Linked DNA regions of Capsicum annuum: region 2 is linked to region 1. A link is a contact called in public Hi-C data. All regions are on one chromosome and are shown on one strand. Each heading gives the region's core, a stretch centred on a gene start, on an enhancer-like site or on the middle of the called end of the contact. The rest is flanking DNA. Distances are from core to core; before and after follow the strand shown.

The links. Hi-C and Micro-C count contacts between places; a contact is called where the count stands out from the background.
Region 2: a contact with region 1 is called in a Hi-C map of leaf, with 2.3 times the contacts expected there. The contact joins two enhancer-like sites. A contact is called at or near these places in 2 of 5 Hi-C or Micro-C datasets (leaf and pericarp).

Annotation. Positions count from the first base shown.
Region 1 is chr1:36,171,877-36,174,731 of UCD10Xv1.1, reverse strand. It overlaps LOC107871848 (L-arabinokinase), which reads right to left. Exons shown (of 28, transcript XM_016718720.2): 27 at 2,783-2,855; 28 at 2,264-2,516. The coding sequence ends at 2,394. It overlaps LOC107871861 (AIG2-like protein D), which reads left to right. Exons shown (of 5, transcript XM_016718731.2): 4 at 1,066-1,149; 5 at 1,240-1,667. The coding sequence ends at 1,332. Among protein-coding and RNA genes, the nearest start is that of LOC107871861, 9.0 kb to the left of the region's middle. Within about 2 kb of position 1,386, at least 3 of the 5 cell types and tissues checked have an H3K27ac peak or open chromatin away from gene starts, as enhancers often do. A contact at or near this core is called in leaf, where this site is marked.
Region 2 is chr1:36,394,199-36,396,976 of UCD10Xv1.1, reverse strand. It overlaps LOC107871708 (probable protein phosphatase 2C 60), which reads right to left. Exons shown (of 11, transcript XM_016718611.2): 11 at 1,365-1,775. The coding sequence ends at 1,566. Among protein-coding and RNA genes, the nearest start is that of LOC107871708, 17 kb to the right of the region's middle. Within about 2 kb of position 1,301, at least 2 of the 5 cell types and tissues checked have an H3K27ac peak or open chromatin away from gene starts, as enhancers often do. A contact at or near this core is called in leaf, where this site is marked.

The DNA.
Region 1 (2,855 bases), core at 137-2,636:
GACTGATCACACAGAGTATTTATAAAGACAAGAAGAGAGTTTATTGCAGGAAAATTCACTTAAATGGTGTGATGTTTCTGGAAATTCATGTCTGTATACCCAAAGAACGTGTCCTTCTCCAAACAGACATACCAGTTCACAAAATAGTACACATCAGTTCGTTGAACAGACATATCATTTCATTGAACAATTGCATCAGTTTGAAGCAGTGTATCATTTCAAAAAATACTGTTTCGAAATCTGTATGCATGTATAAATGGAGGATTACTGGTGCGTTTTCCTTTTGGCATTCAGATTAAATTTACGTGAAATAAACTTTGTCCAAAAAGATAGATCTTATCGATCAATCAAAGCCAAAACCGAGCGAGCGACAACGACAGCGCGAGGCATCTCTTATTTCTTGCCTCACTTAGCATGTGGAGTAAGTGCTTTCTATTAAAAACACTCCATAGTTCCCTTCTCCCACCAATGTGGGAGAATTAGTGAACTTTCCAATTTTGGGAGTACACCTTCTAAATTGGTGTCTCCTTTCTTCCACCATTTTCTCTCCATCTTTCATTCACACCTTTTTCATACATATTGAACCCCAACAATTAATACACTGAAGTTCTCGGAGTTTCTGCAGCACTGTATTTTTGTTCTTGTTATAGCATTGGCAAATCTCAGAATGCTTTAGTGCTCTTTGAGTAGTTTCCTTCAACCATGTTTTTGTTTAGATGTTTCTTGGTTGATGACTAGGAGGCAGAAGTCTGGTGTGCTTGGAAGGTGGAAGTTTTTAGGTCTTTATTATTGAATATAGATGATTACTTCATAGGTAAAACCAGCTAGTCACAGTGATATCTTTGCCTGCTGCTTTTCAGTTCTTTTAAGAACATCATGGCTGGCATAAATGGACCGGACTAGCTAGGTTGCTTCATTCAGCTCTCCCATCTGTGTCAGATAGTTTTGTTACTTCATCAGTTCGTCTTTGGAACAACATTGTGTGAGCCGTGAGGCATGTTGAAATCAGTTGTCCATTCGTAATGTATTTATCTGGTTTACAAGAGGTGTGTTGGCTTTTTGCAGGACAGTTCCAATACATTAAAGGTTGAAGCGTATATTTGGGCTGACCAGAATGACCCGAATTTGTACGGGGAATGGGACTTTGAGGTAATCTGAGATCTTGTATCAGTTGCTTCTTTTCTTAACTGGGATCCTATAAAAGCTAGTCCTCGTACTCACATATGAAAATGCCTTAAGGAATGGGAACGATTGCACAAGCAAAGCTTCTTGAAAATGACAAGGGAGTTTCTGGAAGAACTGGAGCATCCTGACCAAAGTGGCAGCATATAATCCTACTATAGGCAGGCACGATTTGATGTTCTTCATGACATTGAGTGGCCACGCATCACCCTTCCCCCCAATCCAAAAAAGTAAAGAATTAAGCTCAGCAACATGGATTTCAGTTTGGACTGCTTAAGGTACTGTGTCTATTGCTTCTGTTGTTTTATAACGAGTGATTTACTTTGCCCTTTTTCCTTGTGGGGCAGGAAGTAATAGCCATTATACTTGTGAAAACTTCATATATGAGTGTGCTTAAAAATTTGTAAAAAATTGGTGTTATCTATGCCTGTACACAGTCTATAATAAACGTGTGACTCATCACACTGAGCATATCTTTTCTTCTAGTTCTTGAAATTTCAAATTTGTCATTTTCTTTCTTTTCGTTGGTTCATGTTATATGTACCACAATTTTATCAGCATACATTCCGCATCTTTTAGCATGTAGAGACGGGAAAAAGTCCAAATTTGCAGAGACAGGATCCATGTTTTCATCAGTTGTAATTGCGGATGTATGTAAGCTTAAATTCGGCCATGACAACATATGCTGTAGGCAAACTAGTCTGTGTATGCCAAATTGGTTAAGAGTGGCATATATATTTATGCATCGAGTCTTGACAAGAGTGGAATCATAATTATGCATCTGAGTATTGTAAAGAGTGTTTGCTCCACACCTTGCATTCGTGGTCGATACGTTGATTTCTATCCATAATTCTTTGTTCCATTACGTTGCTTTTGCTACCTCAAAATTGTTCCAAATCCCTAAACCTCAAGTGATTGGAAGGGGGATCAAGGTCTTTGCTTAACAATCAAGTTGCAACCTTTTTAAACATATAAAAGAGAATACTTTGTATTACATCTTCCAAACAAGCAGTTCTGATTAAAACATCACACAAAAAGTTAAATAGAAATTTATCACCAATATTGCATTTTACTGAAGATATAGTGGGAAATTCATATTATATATGTGATGGTCCAGAACACTAAGTTTAACATAGTCAAACTTTCATTGCTAAAAACGAATGAGTAATCTTGAAAATCTAGTCCTGAAAATCTAACAAGTAATGCAGAATTTAGTTCTGCTTGGGAGGGTTGCGACGACGAATTTTTAGATAGCCGAACCTTCCAGCGCCAGGAGATGAACCCTCAAAAAGAATAGGCAAGTATCCTGTTGCAGATTTATACCTGCGCTGTATCTGCACATCCAAAATATTGAAAAAAAATGTCTCATTATTCTGCTAAATCTATATCATACCATCAATAAAATGGTTCCAAAAATATACAGAGTAAAAGCTCATAGTATGAAAATTTATAGAAGGCCTAATAAAGGAGCAAAACATGAAAGTTGTGTTCCTTTTCTGAATTAGGTGAAACAGAAATGGTGATCCAAAATATGAAATAACTTTTGAGTGGACATTCAAATATAAGGAGAAAAGTAGCCGTTAAAAGGGAGGGACATTACCTCGAGAATTTGTTCACTACTCTTAAGCGAATTCCTGCCAATTACACAAACAGTTCCACCAGATCCTCCGCCT
Region 2 (2,778 bases), core at 52-2,551, 220 kb before region 1:
AAAAGCCCTTCCACAAAAATCTTTTACTCATTTTACAAAGGCATAATACATAAATATGACTCTAAACTTGACATCAAATTATAACTTTGACAGTGCACAAATATGACCTTTAACTATTCAAAACTGCACAAATATGACCTTCGATCCGGCGTGACAAAACGCGTGTTGTACACGCAAAATTGGGCGCGTCGGGCTAAAATTTTGAGCATTCCAACAGTTAAAAAAGGATGAAATGTCAGTCCTTTTAATGACGTGACACCGTGTGATTGGATTACCTTTCCACGTAGGCGCAAGTGAAACTCACGCATGGGGGTTGCAAAATTGAAGGTCATATTTGTTTAGGTTTTGAATAGTTAAAGGTCCTATTTGTGCACTATCAAAGTTTAAGATCGAAGTTATAATTTGGTATCAAGTTTAGGGTCATATTTATGTATTATGTCTTTTACAAATTAGTCCAAAACCTAATTTTCGTTAGACAGATCTATTATCGATTCGGCCGATATATGGACAGATCGATTATCGATCCAGCAGATCAATTATCGATCCGATCGATATATGTACAGATTGATTATCGATCCGACCGGTATATGGACAAATTGATTATTGATCCGATCGATATATAGACAGATTGATTATTAATCCAATCGATTACATATATATACACAAACCTTTTTCTTTTTGAAAAAAAATGGACTAAAATTAAAGGAGAGTAGAAAACTTACAAATTTAGGAGGAGACAAAACATTTAGGAATAAAATACTAGCTTTAAAAAGGAGAAAGTTGAAGAAACAATGAGTTTTAATAAGAATGGAGGAGAAAAAATTAGAGAGACAAAAAAAGTAATTTGAAATTGAAAAAATGAGTCAAGGTTTTATGTCTTGAGTATATTTGTAAATAGCTCCCATAATTTTTAATATGTTATTATTGTCTAATTCATCCATAAAGTTATTTTTTTAATTTTGTTTTAAAATGAAAAACCAAAGTAGGCAATTGGCCTATTAGCCAATTTTTCTCCCTCAAAATGGCTAGTTGTACACTTTCCCTGATATATCATTTCCAAGGAAAATTGTCCATTAACGAGAGTTTACAATAATTTTGAATTTTCTCTACTTGACAACGTACTCAAGATTTTTTTCAATTACAAAAAATACACTCGAATAACTTCATAACAACCTTGGCTAAACAACATAACATCTGGATCGCCACCAATGTCAAGAACAGACATCATGTGTGAGAGAAGGGCAGTATATTTAAAATTGAAGATTATAGTACGATCAACTTGTTCCGTAGAACAGCTCCCTCACCCCCGGCCAATGCAAACACATGGGACACACCTTAGCATTAATTGGAAAACACACCAAACACAACCTACAAGTCACTGAGTACATGAAATGATCAACCTGTGGTTATCTATACAATCCATCTCGGTAATTAGTACAAATGCAGTCACATACAAAACCAGCAGCAAGAAAAGCAAAACATATGCAGTAGAGATCTACATAGAATCAACACAATCATGTACAACTGCAGACTTGGAAGTATCAACCAAAACGGGGAGCTCAGAACTATGAACTAGATCCACAGTCTGCTGGTTTTCCTTCAGTGTTAACCTCGGTGGTAGCAGGGAGTTCTTCAGCTAAAGAAGCCCCAGACTGAAAAGGTTTCTTGAATTGCACCAAAATCATGGTCATGTTGTCACATCCCTCATCTCCAGCAGTAGAAGGTGCCAAACACCTATCAAGAACTCTTTCACATACTGCAGAAAGCTTGCTTTCCTACAAATCAAACTTTCTCAGTTAGTCTGTATTTTAGACTAGAGTGAGTATACACGAGCATTTTATCTTTGGTCTTCACATATAATGAAAGCCCTGGAAAATAGGAGAAAGCCAGATCAAACAATCATATCATCTCCGCGCACTCCAAAAAAACATAACTGGTTAGCACCCTATGATCTTTTTAGGAGAAGTAGTCTTACATATTCCTGCCAAATCTGTCAATTATTAAGTATGGTTGGTACCATTTCGATGTGTTTCATTTCTTTCGAACAACAGAGATTTGATGCTTAGAGCAAAATGAACAAAACATAAAGACATCTGAACTGAGACAAAAGCACATTGATCGACAAATTTATCAAGACAATGGGATGTCTGCTCACAACTCTGAAATGAAGATGCCACATGATCCAAATAAACTAGGGAATATTTAGCAGGTGTTGATCTTTGTTGCATCCAATAGTTCAGCACAGACATTAAAGTAATTTGTAATAGCTCACTGAATCAGGCGAACAATCAAAAACCAGAATAAGTCTACTAGCAACGAAATTAAGGTTATGAGCAAGCAGACACCAGGAGCCCAATAAGGCAAATGAGCCTTCCTTATACATTCCAAGGATAATGATGATTCCATTTTTTTTTCCAAGAAGTAATAAGAAAATTCATTGCTGGCATCACAAAGATGCATAATAGTAACAAGTTAGGAAGATAACAAAACTTTGTTGGCTCAATTACAAAAAAGACTAAACTAGTATCACCGAGCTAACATTTTTTAATTACTAGGTAAATCACTAGAAACCCACTGAGCTCCATTAGTTGAGCGATAAAATAAACCAAAATGCATATCAAAAGCATAACTAGTTCACTCTTTTTGCCTATAAAAATACCATTTCAAAAAGAGCATGGATGTTTTGTTGTTCTTTTTATTCACCCCATTTCTCAAACAAATTATAATACATCAAACAAAATGTTCAGCTGTGTGGGACCACACATGAACATAGGAATC